Linked DNA regions of Mus musculus: region 1 is linked to region 2. The links are chromatin contacts, called in public Hi-C maps. All regions are on one chromosome and are shown on one strand. Each heading gives the region's core, a stretch centred on a gene start, on an enhancer-like site or on the middle of the called end of the contact. The rest is flanking DNA. Distances are from core to core; before and after follow the strand shown.

The links. Hi-C and Micro-C count contacts between places; a contact is called where the count stands out from the background.
Region 1: a Hi-C map of uterus shows a contact between it and region 2, with 6 times the contacts expected there. The contact joins two enhancer-like sites. A contact is called at or near these places in 1 of 15 datasets of contacts at CTCF or cohesin (the NIH/3T3 cell line), 2 of 484 Hi-C or Micro-C datasets (bone marrow-derived macrophages and uterus) and 1 of 9 other capture datasets (embryonic stem cells).

Annotation. Positions count from the first base shown.
Region 1 is chr10:88,258,994-88,262,103 of GRCm38.p6, forward strand. It overlaps a transcript of Washc3 not described here. Among named protein-coding and RNA genes, the nearest start is that of Washc3, 59 kb to the left of the region's middle. Within about 2 kb of position 1,573, at least 6 of the 459 cell types and tissues checked have an H3K27ac peak or open chromatin away from gene starts, as enhancers often do. A contact at or near this core is called in uterus, where this site is marked.
Region 2 is chr10:87,604,346-87,607,288 of GRCm38.p6, forward strand. No RefSeq gene overlaps it. Among named protein-coding and RNA genes, the nearest start is that of Pah, 84 kb to the left of the region's middle. Within about 2 kb of position 1,351, at least 4 of the 459 cell types and tissues checked have an H3K27ac peak or open chromatin away from gene starts, as enhancers often do. A contact at or near this core is called in uterus, where this site is marked.

The sequences.
Region 1 (3,110 bases), core at 323-2,822, 650 kb after region 2:
AAAGTGCTGTCTTTACTCCACACTGACTTTTAAACTTTGCAATAGTAAATCCAGATCCTTAAGACCTACAAAATGTTGGCATCGTTTAAGCAACTTCGTTGTTCATCCCTATATTCCTGGAGTTTATCGTTAGTAAAATGAACTAAGCCTGAAGGTTTGGGGAGACTTCTTCTTGGTTTTAGTTCACCATCAAGACAAAGTTAAAACACACAGTCTGTTTTCTCATTCTTCTGAGGTATTTGTTAATATATAGCCATATTCTTCTAGAAGGGTATTCAAGTCTATATAGGAGAAGCATATATTTCTATAAATATATGGTTGTCTCCCTTTGACTTTCTCCGTAGATAGTTGAATTTGATAGGAAAGAAATAGACTCCAAGAGTTTCTTTGATTATATATATATATATATATATATATATAAGCCATTTTGGAATGGGGACAGCAGATGAGTAAGAGGTAGCTGCTAGACTTTCCCAGTATCATGGCGGATTCGCCACCGGAGGAATCAGGTTTTAATAAGGCTTACAAGATTAGGTTTTAGTTGTTGCACCCAGAGATTGAGTTACCATTGTTTCTGAAAAAATATTATTAATATTCATAATTATTTTCAGCTTGTTGGAATATGCAGCTCAGTTAAATCAGTAAAGCACCAACAGGCATAACACCAAACTCTGTAGAATTAATTTAGTAACGAGAAATGTAAGGGCTATTTCAGGGTCAGAAAGGTGTCTAAGTCAGAGAAGGGTTTTCTGTGCAAGTATAAGGTCCTTCATTCAGAACCCAGAACTCCCATACGACAGAGCCCAGCATGGTGGTGCATGCTTGCTATCCCAGCATGGTGGTGCATGCTTGCTATCCCAGTTCTGAGTCGGGATTCTTGGGGCTCCCTGTCCAGCTAACCTGGGCTACTTTGCCAGATCCAGGTCAATAAGAGACTGAGAGACCCTATCACATACAAAAAACAGAAACAAGATAAACCAACAACAAAAATAGAGAGTACTGAAGGCTACCTCTGGCCTCTGCACAGACACGCACACACACACACACACACACACACACACATATCCACACAAACATACACATAAAGGCACACATACGTACACAGACACATATATACAAACACATTTTGCCCACCCTCCTAAAAAAAAAAAACTCTATTTACAGATAAAGTGAAAAAACATCTTGAACACAAAACTTCTAAAGCACAGGTGGATGTCATCTATAACACTGGCATAAAAGGGCTGAGTTTAATTTATTTTCCCTCCTTTTATCTGTCCTAATAATTATAATTTGAGAGCAGAGCTTTCAATGTTGACTGTAATTATTGGGCCAAAGAGGTTGCAGTTGACAAGGTTACAAAATTCAGCATGGAAGGGGGAAAAAAGAGAGAGAAAGAAAGAGAAGGAGAGAGACAAAGTCAAACTAAGTCTCTCCTCTTGAAGGGACATCGTGAGAAGGAACAGCTTGTTCGCACAGTGACGTCATCGCTGCCGAGACAGTGTGCGAACTGCTCAACGTGAGAGCCCTTCCGTTTCATCTGCAATATAACGCTGGTGACAGGTATTCAAGAACTGCATGTTCTTCCAAAAGGTTCACTGTCTACTGAGTACTCTCAGCCCATCCGTACACATAAAGTGCTCCCAACTGTTTTGAAGCACAGCAGACCCTCTGTGTGACAGGCACGCCTCGGGTTGTAATTCTCCCTTTTGGATTTCAAAGTCATAACTTAACTTCTGGATTTTTTTTTTCTTTTTGCTTGCTTACATTTCAAAGACAGTGGATAAGCCCTTGCTTTTTTAAAAACAAAACAAAACAAAAAACAAACAAACAAAAAAAACAAAGCCCATTGGTATTTAAAAACAAGCTCACTTCCTAAAGGCAAAGAGCTTTGCAGAATGAAGTAAAATACTTTACGTGGTATCTCAGACTCTTGCTAAGTTTATTTTCATTGTATGTATAATCAGTTCCATTTGGTTTCACATCCTTGAGGCAATGTCACATTCTATGAAGTGCTGGCACACACCAAGTTTGTGGACTCACAGGAGTTTGTTGATATAAACCTGGAAAGTTCATAAAACTAGAACAAATTAGGCTAAAAGTCAATCTGATGGTCAACCCAGGACGTTTCTTCTAGCTCAGAAGAGAAAAACTTGGGAGCCTAACTGTTGAATCCAGGAATCCCTTCCTGACAGTTTCCTGCTGTTCACCATCCTGAAAGCAAACCAATCCTTCAAGCACCATCTCTTGAGACTTGGCCATTGTTATTTGGTGTTCTAACAGATGTTGGCTCCAGGCTCTTTGCAGGAGAGCAGTATTTAGCAATAACTTCTTTAGAAAGGGTGAGTCCATCTGAATATGTCAGACAACAACTTGCCTGATGTGAAAGTTATTAATACAAGCACTCCCACTTTGTCCGTCTGCTTTTTAATGACCAAAAGTAATGAGCCTTTTTAAGACTTGTGTTTCACCGTTTTTTTTTTTTATAACATGCAAACCGTACAGAACATTGTGACCATTAAAGCAAGCTTGCAACTACACTAATCTCCATGGAAATGCTGGAATGCAGATAAACAACCCCAGACAATAGGGAAGAATGAACTAGCCTGTTTATTAGTCTTTGAATGTCTCCCTCGTGTTCACGTGAGCAAGTTCCCTACAAGGAAAAAAAAAAGTGAGAAAAAGCAGGGAGGGGTACTGTTTTATTATGGAAATAGAAAATAACATTGCCTTTCAGCAGTTCTGCCAATACAATGGAAATATAAGCCATGTATCTTATTTAAAATTTAGTATTATCCAAATACTAAAATAAAAAGAAATATTTAAATTTCACTTCAATATTTTTAATCTACCCTAGCATTCCAACATACCACCAGTAAGAATATAGGAGTATCTGACATTAATTTTCTCATATTGTCTTTGATATTGGCGATGTTCTCCTGTATCTCAGCTGGCCTGCAACTTCCTCTATAGCTGAAGACACTCGTAGACTCTTGTCTCCAGATCCCTAGTCCTGGAATTATATCGGTATGCCATTCATCCCAATTGTATAAGGTACTGGAGCTACAACTCAGGGCTCCATGCACATTAGGCAAGCATTCTACCAACATCAG
Region 2 (2,943 bases), core at 101-2,600:
GTTTCCTCTGAACATTTAGGCTGAATTTTGTTTTCTCAATTATGAAGCTATCTCAGAAAACATACTTTGGGGGAATCTATACACAATGATTTGATAAATTCATATTTAGTCTCTATAATAGTGTTTGGCATCATTATGAACCTTGGGGCTGGAGAAATGGCTCAGCACTTATGAGCACTCTCTGATTTTGCAAAGGACCTAGTTGGGTCCCAACACCCACTTAGTGGGTCCCAACTATACAGCTCCAATTTTGGCAGATCTGATGGCCCCTTCTGGCTTCCACGGGCTTCTGCATGCACATGATACACATAAACATAGGCAGGCACATATGCATACATATAAAAACTACTTAACAACAAAAAGTAATTTCATCATAGTAATTCTAATTAGGGGAGATTTGATATAAAAGCACAGCAGCTGAGAGAGAGAAGGGGGGGAGAGAGGCACACAATATATAATTATGTCAGGTAACAAGAAAAGGAAGAAAGGGAAAGGTATGGAGGGGAAAATACCAAAAGGATGCTCTTCATATCGACCTCGAGCAGGGATGACTGAAGAACCGACCTCGAGCAGGGATGACTGAAGAACCGAGATGAGATTTGAGTAGACAGTCATAGGAAAGGAAGGGCATGACCAATGTAGATGTCTGAGAAAAGAACATTCTGCATAAAGGAAGCTGCTGGACCCAGTGTCCACTGAGGCTGGCTGTTTTGTATCCCACACACATCATGGATGCTTGCTGAATTAATGAATACAGGTGTTTTCCCTGACATTTGAGAAAATTGGGTTTTCTTAGTATTAAGTTATGGGTCCAGGGCCACCCAGCAAGCAAAGAAGCAGAGCTGAAAGGTGAGCCCTACTCATGATTTTTATTCGGATCTCATACTCTTCCAATCGTTACTCATTTTTAGGAGGCATCAGGAACTCCCACAGTTGATTTATATCTGATCTCTGCTTCCTCCAATCTCAGACTCCTTCCTCCAGCCCTGTACACTTAATAGCAGCTATAAGTTCTAGAATTTAATGCAAATCCTACCAGACAACTTGGTATCAGTGGCCCAATTCTCAGAAAAAAATTGGAGAACTCAAATATTTCTACATGTGGAAGCACTTGGAAGAATTGAACTATTCTTTAATGTGTTGTGGGTAAGGCCATCCTGCCTCTGACATTCTGCTGCCGCCGAATTCATTTCTGTCTTTGTGAGGAGTAATTGATTTGGGGTGAGGGGTGTCAGGTTTGCCCTCCCTGAAGAAGAAAATGTGCAGAATGGAAAGGCAGCCATTCCCCAGAGCTGGCCACCGCCTCCTTAGCAACAACAGCCCGTGTACACACTTACACGCAAACACTGCACCAAAACAAGCAGAGGTCACTGTCTGTGGGCACTTCCAAGAATGATCTCAATTTTTCATAAAACAATGTTTATAAATTAGATGGAGCCCCAGAGCAGTCCGGGAATAGAAATAACCATTTTTACGAGGCTTCCTGCCATTACATTATTGCTTGTTTGCTTGGAATGAGCAAAATACAGTGTGCAGTCGACCTCTTCCTGAGCCAAGCAAAGATCTTCTTACAAAGCCCCCAGGCAAGTAAGCCTCAGTTGGGATATGTCCTGGGTACCAACAGGGATGTTCATTCTGGCTCCTTTGACTGCAATCATCATAGCTCCAGGTCCTATTGTCCCCTTTACCTTTCCTTTCCAGCCCCTCACAAATTCCCGAGTTAGCACAAGCAAAACCGAGGTGATTTTTAAATGTCGAGTGAAGTTGAACCTACTGCAGGATTGAATCAACACGATGAGTGAATAGTCTGACTCCAGCACAGATCTGCACACCTTTTTACGTTCCTGAGTCCCTGCTACATGGAAGGCTCTCTGATACATGGAAGGACACTGAAGGCATGGCTACATTTTCCTACCCAACTCCCTATTCTTACAGCTTTTCCTTATTTCCCTAGAGCCATTTATGCTGCTTGCTGTAGCCTTTGACAAAGGATGATTTTAGCCTTCATCCCATATCACTCTTTCCACCCATAATCCCTCCCACCATCCCAGTCCCCTGAATACATCGCTGACATGCTCTCTTCCACCTTCCATTTCCCGTGTGTGCACACCTTACTGGCAGATTGCAGATTTGTACTGTAACCTAGATTACATTCGGATATTGCTGGAGGCAAAGGGATTGAGGACTCTTGGTTCACCGGATCAAAGTGAGAGCAGATATCCCCAAACAAAACAAAACAAGATCTAGCATTGTGATGATCACCACTGTGTAGGCACAGAGTATCTGGAAAAGAAAGGGATGTTCCAGTTTGCTTTCTATGGCTGTGATTAAAGGTCATGGCCAAAAGCTACTTGGGGAGGAAAAGGTTTATTTAACTTTACATCTTACAGTCCATTATGAGGGGTAGTCAGGGCAGAAATTTAAGGCAGAATCCAGAAGGCAGGAACTGAAGCAGAGGCCAGAGACAAGTGCTACTGACTGACTGTACTATATACTACTGAATCCCCAGAGAGTATCCGGAGAGGACCTGCAGAGACTACTGGCTAAGATTGTTTTTAAAAACTTGGTCCTACCCTAAGCAGGGTTCTAGAGACTTAATTCACCTTATTCTCTGCCATATTTGTCATCTCCAATGTTCTTTTTGCTCCACACCCCTCAGCCTGTAATACCCTGAATATTACGTAGTAGCAGTGCTCAGATAAACATGGGGGTCTTCATGGAACAAGCGACTACAAGTAGGAAAACTGGATGTCTTCCTTTTCATAAGTGACTCCTGCTGGTGCCTCATGGAAGAATATATACTTGAATTTGTAAGGCTCATTCATGTTCACAGCCTTGAGATAACTTGGTCTGGGTTATGGCTTTTATGTAAGGTTGATGCACAGTTTTTGACAAGATAATTTTTTCGTTTCTTCATCTCTAGGGGGGAATGCTGTTGGGCTA